2 separate regions of the Sus scrofa genome follow, and region 1 is linked to region 2. A link is a contact called in public promoter capture Hi-C data. All regions are on one chromosome and are shown on one strand. The core of a region is the stretch at or near the end of the contact, and the rest is flanking DNA. Distances in the headings are between cores, read along the strand shown. Region 1 holds the start of MRPL28 (39S ribosomal protein L28, mitochondrial). Region 2 holds the start of METTL26 (UPF0585 protein C16orf13 homolog).

Region 1 (4,863 bases), core at 1,126-3,625, 200 kb before region 2:
CCTTGGGGCCCAGTGGTTGCAGATAAACTGGGCAGGGGGAAGGGGGTAGCAGCTGCTGTGGGCTCCCTGTCCTGGCAGCTCCCACGCACACCAGACTCTTCCAGGGGACAAGCCAGAAAAAGCCTGCACTCGGTACCCGGCAGACCCTGGGGAGTGCCAGGCAGCCATGTAAACCAGTGGGGCCAAGCATCCAGGTCTTGTCTGTCTGTCTGTCCCTGAGGCTGGCAGAGGGGGCAGGAGGGTGCCAGGACCGGACTGGAGGGTGCAGGCGGCACGGAGCCTGCCTGGGGCCCCATTCACGTTCCCTCTCCCCCCCGCCCTCCCCCCGGGGCTGGCACTCGGCAGCTCGTGCTCCCACACACACACCTTCTCCTCCAGGAGCCTCTGCTTCTCCACGGCCTCGTCCAACGTCAGGCCAACCCACTCGGCCTCTGCCTCGGGGATGACGAACGCCTGGGCGGGCAGAGACCAGGGTCGATGAGGCCGGGGCAGCCGGCCAGGGGCCCGTGAGAGGCAGGAGGTACAGGCTTACTCCTTACCTTGTACCTGTCGTAGATGGCCGCCCTCCTGGCGGGGTCGTCCGGGTGCAGCTGGGGGTCCTGTCGGGCAAGCCGCAGCAGCATCCCCCGCTTCAGGTCCATCCCGAACTTGGAGCACAGGTCCTCCTTGGGGGTCTGGCAGGAGGCTCCACATGGGACCCGGTGCTTCAGGCAGGGTCCCGCCCCCCGCCCCCTTCAGCCTCCACGCCAGCTGCTGGCAGCACCCAGGCCAGCCCAGCACCCGGGGGCCAGAACAGAGAAAGGTCTGAGAGCAGAGGAGGTGAAGCGGGGCGGCTGCCGCAGCGACGGACTCCCACTGGGGCTGTGGGGGTCGGGGGGACAGGGTGCCGATGACATCTCAGTGGGGACCCCGCTGTCCTTGCCTTGAGGATGTAGAAGTCGAAGCCGCAGGCCTGGTCGATGAGGTCCAGGGTGCGCATGGTCACGGTCACGGTGAACCGCTTGTCCAGGATCTCACTGTAGAGCTCGCGCTGGAACAGCTGCGGCTTCCACACCTTCCTCACTCTCTTGGAGAGCTGAGGGAGCAAGAGGCTTGGTGACATCGGGCCGGGGAGCTGCACCTGTCAGCCTCCACTCGGGGGCCTGGCTGCCCAGAGGTCCGCTTCTCCCCCGACCCTGCCGAGGTGGCAGGGTCACACACAACCGTAACTGCAGGGTCCACGGGGTTTCACGGTCCAAACCAGAGCCTAAGGGCCCAAAGGCCAAGGAGACATCAAAGACACAAATCCCCACCCCGAGGGCTCGGCAGCTCCTCCAGGTTCCCCATCAGAGGCAGCAAGGCACTGGGGGCATCAGGGGCGGACTGGGGTGATCTGCCCCCCGGGTTAGTCTCTCGACCATTCTAAAGGGGGCAGGGCAGTGCCAGCCTTGCCGGTGTCAGGATAGGTGGGGGTGAGGGTGAAGCCGACAGGTCTCCTTAGGCCTCGCCCCCCACCCCCTCTCAAGACTCAGGCCTCCTCCCCATCCTGAAAGGAGCTGTGTCCGCCGGGCCGTAAGCCCTCCTCCCGAGCAGAGTCCCCTTCCTCTCCAGGTACCTCCAGACCCCAGCCGGAGCCGGGCGGCAAGGCCCGGGAGGTACCGCGCCAGCCCGTCCTGCTCGCTCACCTTGTCGTTGTTGACGTATCTGTGACCCAGCACCCAGCCCTCGCCGCCCCACAGCCCCAGCTGGGACTCCGGGGGGTAGTGAACCGGAATGGGCACGTCCTCCACGCGCTCCCGCTGCCAGTTCTTGGGGTTGATCTTGAACTTGGCCCCGTGAGGCCTGTAGTGCACGGGAGTGGGCGTCCGCGCCTCCTCCAGGGAGCGCAGGTAGTGCCGGGGCAGGCGGGAATAGATGCCCTCCCACAGCCGGAGCTGCTTCCACAGGCCGACAGGGACCTTGTGCAAGGGCATCGCGGCGAGGCTGGCGGGAGGCAGGGACCGCGGTCACGCGCGGCGGCCGGACGTGGGACAACACCCTCACCCCGGCCCCGCGCGCAAAGCCGCGTGACTCCCACTGCAAGCCAGGATCAGCCGCGCCAGCCTCCGGAGCCCAGGGCCTCGCCGGAAACGGAAGTCGTGCCGCGGCACCCTGCTCTCCAACCGCCGCTGATTGGCTGCAAGCCAGTCCGTCTACCCAGCTCGTCCCGCCCCCTCTTTGGTCCTTAGGGACCGTGGAAAACTTCCTGCAGAGATGGTGGCAGCCCCAGGGATCGTCGGCAAGTGTGGGGCCGGCAAGAATGGGCCCGTTTCCAGAGGCTTGGCCACCTTCCCTCCTCCCAGAACGAGCGCAGAAAGCAATGCAAAGACTCTTTTTACCTTGAAACATCAGTGTAGAATATTAAATTCATCAATCACAGTGAAATCAGAGCTACAGAAAAATGTCTTCAATGTCTGAAAAAATCCCCCCCCGAAATACCTTATATAAATATTTCCCCATTACAAGCCTGGAGAATGCTACGGTGGCCAAGTGCTGGGTAACTGCGGGTGTGGGAAGCCTCCCGGGAGGCCATATCCTGGATGGGACTCGGAAGGCAAGATGCCAGGTCCAGAGGTGAGAGGGCTGCGGGCCCCCACCCACCCTGGGCTCAGCACCCTCACACTGACAGTGGCCCCCCGCAGCCTACCTTAGGGAGGGCCTCCTGGGGTGGTCAGCAGCCCTTACCCTGCTTTCACCACGAGAGAGGTTAGGCCAGGTCCCCAGGAGCCCCCTCTGCAGACACGTGTTTGAGCGAGGTCAGGGTGGCCGCCGTCCCCTTCTCTTCTCAAGGAGATGCTCACTAGACAAGGGCCCAGGAACCCAGAGGGCAGTGGGGTAGAGTTGGGACAAGGTGTGCCCTGGGAGCCCAGCACTCCCAGAGCATCTTGGAGCCTCCTCTCCACGAAGGCCTCCCAGTTTTGGAGCCAACGTGAAGGGGTAGGGGTGGCCAGCCAGCCAGAAGCCAGCCTTCCCCATGCCCTCGTGGCAGCTAGCCCTTAGGCCACCCAGTGCCATCAGCTCCCTTGGCACGATCGCCCCTTCCCGTGGCAAATGCATCAGCAGGGGGCATCCTGCTGGGGCACAAGGGGTCAAGGAGCCACGCGGCGGCACAGCTACCAGCCTAAGTGCCAGAGCACAGCCTCACACAGGAACAGGGCGACACAGCCATCTTACTCTACGTTTCCCTCCAACCATCTCCAGGCCAGCAGACCACAGGGGCTTCCCCACTTGGTACCTGTGGTCTCCAGGCAGCCAGGGCCAGGCCTCAGGAGCCACTGCAGACACCCGCTGGGCCCTGCAGAGGGACCGGGTAGCTGGCAGCCAGTAGGCATAAGGGAGCTGGGGGTGTGGCCTTGCCTCCGGAGGAGGAGGAAGTGAGAGCACAGCAGTGCAATTTTATTCGGCTGGAAATCCATCTGGACAGGGTACCTCTCCCCTGGTCCTGCCCCTGGCCGGAGAAATCATCAAAGCCGCAGGTGTCCCCAAGCGGGCCACGTCATGTCACTGTGTACAGCTCTTCCTGGCGGTTCCTGCAGATATCATAGTGGCAGGTGAGCTTCTGGGAGCAGGCCCAGGGCTCGGTGTGTTGGTCCCTTGGTGGCAGCAGGAACGCAGCGCTGCCAGCCAGCAGCATGTGCCAGATGCTGTGGGTGTAGTAATAGTTGTCGCTGGTCATCATGGCGGTGTAGATGGCAATGGCCACAGAGGCCATGGCGATGCCAGGCAGGAGGTAGAAGACCCAGCGCTGCCAGGAGGGCGGGTAGCAGCGGCGTCGGCGCCCGCAGCGGTACACCTGGAGGAAAGCACTTGCGTGTCGGCGCAGGGGCTGCAACCAGGGCTGCCAAGGGCTCGCCCAGGTCTGGGAGCGTGGGCTGCTTGGTGGGGGTTCAAGCGCACAAAGACCTGAGGGTCCCCAGGCCTCAGGCATGAAACCACAGGGGGCCCTCCGCAGATGCAGAGGGTTCGGGCCCAGGACCCGGACCATGGCCCGAAGGCGGGACCAGGCCCTGTCCTCCTCTATGGATCATGTATCCCGATTGCCAGGGCACGGCGTCTGGGCGGCACCACAGCCCTGCCCCAGCCACTTACCCACATGGTGACCATAACCACGATGGCAAAGAGGCACGGCCCCAGCATGTTCCAGGCGGCCCTGCGGTCCAGCTGCAAGGACATGGCGAAGACCAGGGTGCCCAGGAGAAACAGAACCTGGGTGACACAAAGGGAAGGCCGCAAGGTTGTGGGAGCCAGGCGGACGGCACACGGCTCAGCGGGAGCAGGTGGAGTGGCCCTGCCGCCATCCCACTGCCCCCGTGCCCAGCTGGCAGAGCAGGCGAAGTCTGCCCCTCCCCAAGCCCCCGCATGGCTGGGATCCATCCATCCCCCAAGGCTGTCCACAGGCGAATTTCTGTCTGAGGCACGACCTTGGCAGGCAGGGCACCAGGACACGCGTTTCCATCAGGCTGGCCCAGCTACAGCGGAAATGCCCCCAAAGGGTCCTCGGCCTCAGGGACTCCGACGGCACAGCTGGGGGCTTCTCAGGGAGGCAGGCCCAGGGCTGGAGGCCAGGCCTTCTTTCTTTTCTTTTTTGCTTTTTAGGGTGGCATCCGCAGCATGTGGAAGTTCCCAGGCCAGGGATCACTGGATCCGAGCTGTGTCTATGACCTATACCATAGCTCACGGCAATGCTGGGTCTTTCAACCCACTGAGTGAGGCCAGGGATCGAACCCACATCCTCACGGATACTAGCTGGGTTCATTACCACTGAGCCACAACGGGAACTCCGAAGAGGGTTTTTTGTTTTGACTGCAGTGTGCAGTGGCTTAACGCAGGATCTCGGTCCCCAGA
Region 2 (4,844 bases), core at 2,301-4,800:
TGGGGGTCTGCTGAGCTGTCCCCCCCGCCCCCAGGACTGTGCGGCCACCGAGAAGTGCTGCACCAACGTGTGCGGGCTGCAGAGCTGTGTGGCAGCGCGCTTCCCCGGCGGCAGCCCGGCTGCACCCACTCTGACAGCCTCGTGCGAGGGCGTCGTGTGCCAGCAGCAGGGCTCCGACTGCGACATCTGGGATGGGCAGCCTGTGTGCCGCTGCCGTGACCGCTGTGAGAAGGAGCCCAGCTTCACCTGCGCCTCGGACGGCCTCACCTACTACAACCGCTGCTACATGGACGCCGAGGCCTGCCTGCGTGGCCTCCGCCTGCACGTCGTGCCCTGCAAGCACATCCTCAGCTGGCCACCCAGCAGCCCCGAGCCCCCTGAGACCACCGCCCGCCCACCGCCCGAGGATGCCCCGGTGCCACCTGCTCTCTACAGCAGCCCCGCCCCGCAGGCTGTGTACGTGGGGGGCACAGCCAGCCTCCACTGCGACGTCAGTGGCCGCCCGCCGCCTGCGGTGACCTGGGAGAAGCAGAGCGACCAACGGGAGCACCTGATCATGCGGCCGGACCAGATGTACGGCAACGTGGTGGTCACCAGCATCGGGCAGCTGGTGCTTTACAACGCGCGGCCCGAGGATGCTGGCCTCTACACGTGCACCGCTCGCAACGCTGCCGGCCTGCTGCGGGCCGACTTCCCACTGTCTGTGGTCGAGCGGGAGCCGGCTGGGGACGGGCCCGCCGCCACCCCCCCGGCCCAGTGCCTGCCCAGCACGCAGGCCTGTGTCGGGCCCCCATCTAGCCGCGTCCTCTGGCACTTTGACCCGCGGCGGGGCGGCTGCATGACCTTCCCAGCTGGCAGCTGTGCGAGGGGGGCCCAGGGCTTCGAGACCTACGAGGCGTGCCAGCAGGCCTGCGCCCACGGCCCCAGGGACGCCTGCATGCTGCCGGCCGTGCAGGGCCCCTGCCAGGGCTGGGAGCCTCGCTGGGCCTACAGCCCGCTGCTGCAGCAGTGCCACCCCTTCGTGTACAGCGGCTGCGAGGGCAACGGCAACAACTTCGAGAGCCGAGAGAGCTGTGAGGGGGCCTGCCCTGTGCCGCGGATGCCACCCTGCCGGGCCTGCCGGCTCCGGAGCAAGCTGGCGCTCAGCCTGTGCCGCAGTGACTTCGCCATTGTGGGGCGGCTCACCGAGGTGCTGGAGGAGCCCGAGGCGGGCAGCGGCGGCATCGCGCGTGTGGCTCTGGACGACGTGCTCAAGGATGACAAGATGGGCCTCAGGTTCCTGGGCACCAAGTACCTGGAGGTGACACTGAGCGGCATGGACCGGGCCTGCCCCTGCCCCAACGTGACAGCTGGCGACGGCCCGCTGGTCATCATGGGCGAGGTGCGAGATGGCGTGGCCATGCTGGATGCGGGCAGCTATGTCCGTGCTGCCAGCGAGAAGCGAGTCAAGAAGATCTCAGAGCTGCTAGAGAGAAAGGCCTGTGAGCTGCTCAACCGCTTCCAGGACTAGCCTGCCCTCCCCACACCCCTCCACCCGCAGCCCCAGGCCCATGCCCCCCCACCCCCGGCCATTGAATAAAAGCATCCTGGACGTCAGGCCTGTGGGTGCTATGGGTCCTGCCACCACCTGAGGTCTTGGCTCCAGTCTGAGGTCACCAGGGAGCATGGGTGAGGACCAGCCTCTGAGTTGGACACCAGGGTGGGAGGCCAGGTGGCCGGCTTGGTCCTGCCACAGCAGTGCCTGGGTCCTCCCTCCCCTCGCTGCCTGACTGGAGCAGCAGAGTGCAGGATGTCCCCAAGCCCCGACCCAGAGCCAGACCCCTCACGTCGCCAGTGTGTGGAATCCTGGGAAATACAGCCTGCCCACCTAGTCCCTGCAGGGGTGCTCCCAGGAGGAGGCATGGCGGATACCAGCAATGGGACAGCAGAAAGCACTTTATTCCCAGGCTCTCAGCAGCCCTGTGGCCACTGGCCAAGAATCCCCCATCTGGGTGGCCCGGGGAGGCAGAGGCTGGTGGTCTGGCTCTGTCCCAGGGACGTGGGCATGCCGGAGGAGGAGGGGTTACTCTTTTCGGAAGATCAGACACTTGTTGTTGGCTGGCATGTCCACCTGGGGAAGATACTTCGGCTGGAGAAACTGCCCTGGTCCCCAGGGAGGCTGCCCGTGATCAGTCATCACCACCTACCATCCTCTCCAGGAGCAGGCTGCTGGCCTGGCCCAGGTCTGCCAGCAGGGCTGTGTCCCGCAGCCCCCACTCCGGGTTCCTGCAGGAGAGAAGGAGGTGGCGTAGCGGCCTGGGGGTCACCCAGCCCACCCGACCCCCCAACCAAGCCCCCTACCCACCCAGCTCTGACCTGCATCTGAGGCTCAGATCAAAGTCCACATTACTCTGGGGAGAAATCTTTCCGTTGACGGCGAAGGGCTGTGGAGATGGGGGTCACTACTCTGCCCGCTGCCCACGGTCAGCCCTCCCCCAGGCAGACTCACAGACGCGCACCCACAGGACGGAAAGGACACCTCCCTCCATGCCCTGCAGAGGGGAGACTGCTGAGGACCAGCTGCTGAGCCAAGAGGGTGCAGGGAGACTAGCAGGTGAGGCACACCCAGGGCCGGCTGGGGCGGTGCTGCCAGGGGAGGCCCAGCTGGGGCAGGAGCACTCACCCCGTAGGTGATGAGCACAGCCTTGGGTTTAAGCAGGTGTCCTGCTGCTCTGAAGAGGCCCTGCGGAGGTGGGAGGCCAGACAGCAGTGAGGAGCTGTCCCCGGGATCCTCCAGGAGCCCTGGGCTCAGGGCTGGAGACTCAGCCTGACCTCCCCGCACCCGCTCCCGGCCCGAATGGCCTGCCTCCCATACGTGCCAACCTGGCACCTAGCTCCCTCCCAGCACATCGCTTCGGCAGGTGGCCCCTAGGTTGTGTGCCCACAGCCCCACAGACCTCGGTGCAGCTCAGGGGGCTGATGTGGATCATGTTGATGCAGAGCAGCAGGTCCAGTGATCGCGGCAGGATCCCACCCCACTGCTCCCAATCCCAGGTCACGTCCAGGTACAGCGGGGCCTTCACGTTGGTTAGGCCCTGGGCCAGAGCCGTGGCCGAGATACTGCAGAAGGGCAGCCCGTGGGTGGCAGTGGCCTGGGCAGCCTTTCTGAGCCCCTGCACCCCCACTCAGGAGATGCTTGGAGGAATCACAAAGGCATGCGAACCATGGCAGCGGGACGGGGCCCACTTTCACCCCCGGGGTCCCGCCTTCCCGCCACACCTGTCCAGGCAGCGCTGATCCACGTCTGACGGCTGCCACTCGGCGTGCGGGAAAGCCCGCGCGAAGTGGGCTGCATGCTGGCCGGAGCCCGAGGCCACCTCGAGCACGCGGACGCCGCGCTGAGTCGGGTCCACATACTGCCGCAGCACGTGAAGGATGGGCTCCTTGTTCCGCTCGGCGGCCGCCGCCACCAGCATGGTTTCAGTCCTGCGGCCTGGGGCCCTAGTGACGATGCAGTCCCGCGCCGCTGGGCGCGTCTGAGACCCGCCCGCCGCGCAGCCGCCGCCCGCCCCACCCCGGGAAAATGAGCACAGGCGTCGCGCCTTAAAGGGCGCGCAGCGCGCGGGGGCTTCTGGTGAGGGTCTGGGCTAGAGTTTGGGTCATTGCTTTGCAGGAGCCCAAAAGCTCAGCACCCTCTGGCCGTGGCTGTCCTAGCATTTTCATAGAGCTCATTGTTCCAAAATTGTCTTGTTCGTGTCGCACCAGAATGGATGCTTCTCTCTCGTCTTTTTTTTTTTTTTCCTTCTCTTCTTCATTAATCTTTTTAGGATCAGAGTCCATTTTTTGAGATGGTGGGAAAAAAACACCGGAGAAAGAAAAGCCTGCGCCGCCCGGGAATCGAACCCGGGTCGCAAGAATGGGAATCTTGCATGATACCACTACACCAGCGGCGCTGTTGCTTAAAGGTTTCTCCCAGAGACTTAGGAGATTGTGACGCAAATCCCCTCCCCCCCTTCACCCCGCCGAGCCGGCTCCGCTCGCGCAGAGACATCAGAGTGCACGCGCCTCCGCCGCGCCCGCAGCAGGAGCAGGAACACCGGGCTTGACCGGGGATCTCGCGGTACCGTTTGGGCACCCGGCCCTCAAGGAGACGGAGTGGGGCTGAGGTTTTATGGACGCCTGGAGCGGCGTTCGCGCCTTGAAAACCATGGCAACTGAGGCATTCCGGAAGTTGTGAGGGCGGGGCTTCGTGGGTGGGCGGGTCTGTGCTTGGCAGGGCTCACGGGTGGGTGGGGCTCTGGACGGGGCGGGCCCGACCTGAAGGAACTGAGCTTGCGCGGCTCCAGGGTCTGTGACGCTGAGGTGACCCGCGCGCGCCCAGGGTTTTTCGCCGATGCTGCGAGGGGCCGGCGACCTCTGAGTCAAGGGGGAGGCCGACTTGTTGTGTCCAAAGATGCTTCGCTGCTCGGCTTCTCGGGGCCCAGGTCTCAAGCAGGCTGTTGACAGGCGGAAGGCCATGCCCCGCCGTCGGCGTAGCTCCTCTCCCTTGCTGGGCGTTTTTTCTCGCACGAGACCCCCGCCTCGCCGCAGCCGCCGTCGCTCCGGCGAGCGCTCTGTGGACGGCCCCCGGGATGGGCCGTGAGCCTCGGGTTGCTGTCAGGGGGGCGTGCAGGGTGGCGACAGGGGCCTGTGAGCGTGGTCCGACCGGGAGAAGGATCTTGCAGCTCAGGGAGGTGACGCGCTGTGGGGGTGGCCGGTCTGGACGCACCTCCGGGGACGGTTCCGCCCAGTGGGCGGGCTTCCAGGCCTCCGGACCGCGCCTTTGGCCTTTCTCCTTAAGGCCCTTTTTCCGGCTTTCCCGCTTC

Evidence for each region. Promoter capture Hi-C pulls out the DNA fragments that hold promoters and counts their contacts.
Region 1: a promoter capture Hi-C map of fetal liver shows a contact between it and region 2, with 2.7 times the contacts expected there. The contact joins the promoter of MRPL28 here to the promoter of METTL26 in region 2. A contact is called at or near these places in 1 of 5 promoter capture datasets (fetal liver), 1 of 47 Hi-C or Micro-C datasets (liver) and 1 of 2 datasets of contacts at active chromatin or transcription factors (alveolar macrophages).

What each region holds. Positions count from the first base shown.
Region 1 is chr3:41,327,924-41,332,786 of Sscrofa11.1, reverse strand. MRPL28 (39S ribosomal protein L28, mitochondrial) reads right to left here and starts at 2,375. Exons shown (of 5, transcript XM_005655127.3): 1 at 1,665-2,375; 2 at 923-1,075; 3 at 540-674; 4 at 367-453. The coding sequence starts at 1,952. TMEM8A (transmembrane protein 8A) reads right to left here. Exons shown (of 12, transcript XR_002342470.1): 9 at 4,440-4,863; 10 at 4,108-4,224; 11 at 2,704-3,811; 12 at 2,357-2,432.
Region 2 is chr3:41,132,952-41,137,795 of Sscrofa11.1, reverse strand. METTL26 (UPF0585 protein C16orf13 homolog) reads right to left here and starts at 3,550. Exons shown (of 6, transcript XM_021086912.1): 1 at 3,259-3,550; 2 at 2,937-3,099; 3 at 2,663-2,722; 4 at 2,356-2,423; 5 at 2,187-2,265; 6 at 1,916-2,110. The coding sequence starts at 3,455. The coding sequence ends at 2,063. MCRIP2 (MAPK regulated corepressor interacting protein 2) reads left to right here and starts at 4,347. Exons shown (of 7, transcript XR_002342465.1): 1 at 4,347-4,463. TRNAG-CCC (a tRNA gene) reads right to left here and starts at 3,932; the gene lies at 3,862-3,932. It overlaps WFIKKN1 (WAP, Kazal, immunoglobulin, Kunitz and NTR domain-containing protein 1), which reads left to right. Exons shown (of 2, transcript XM_021086907.1): 2 at 35-1,596. The coding sequence ends at 1,510.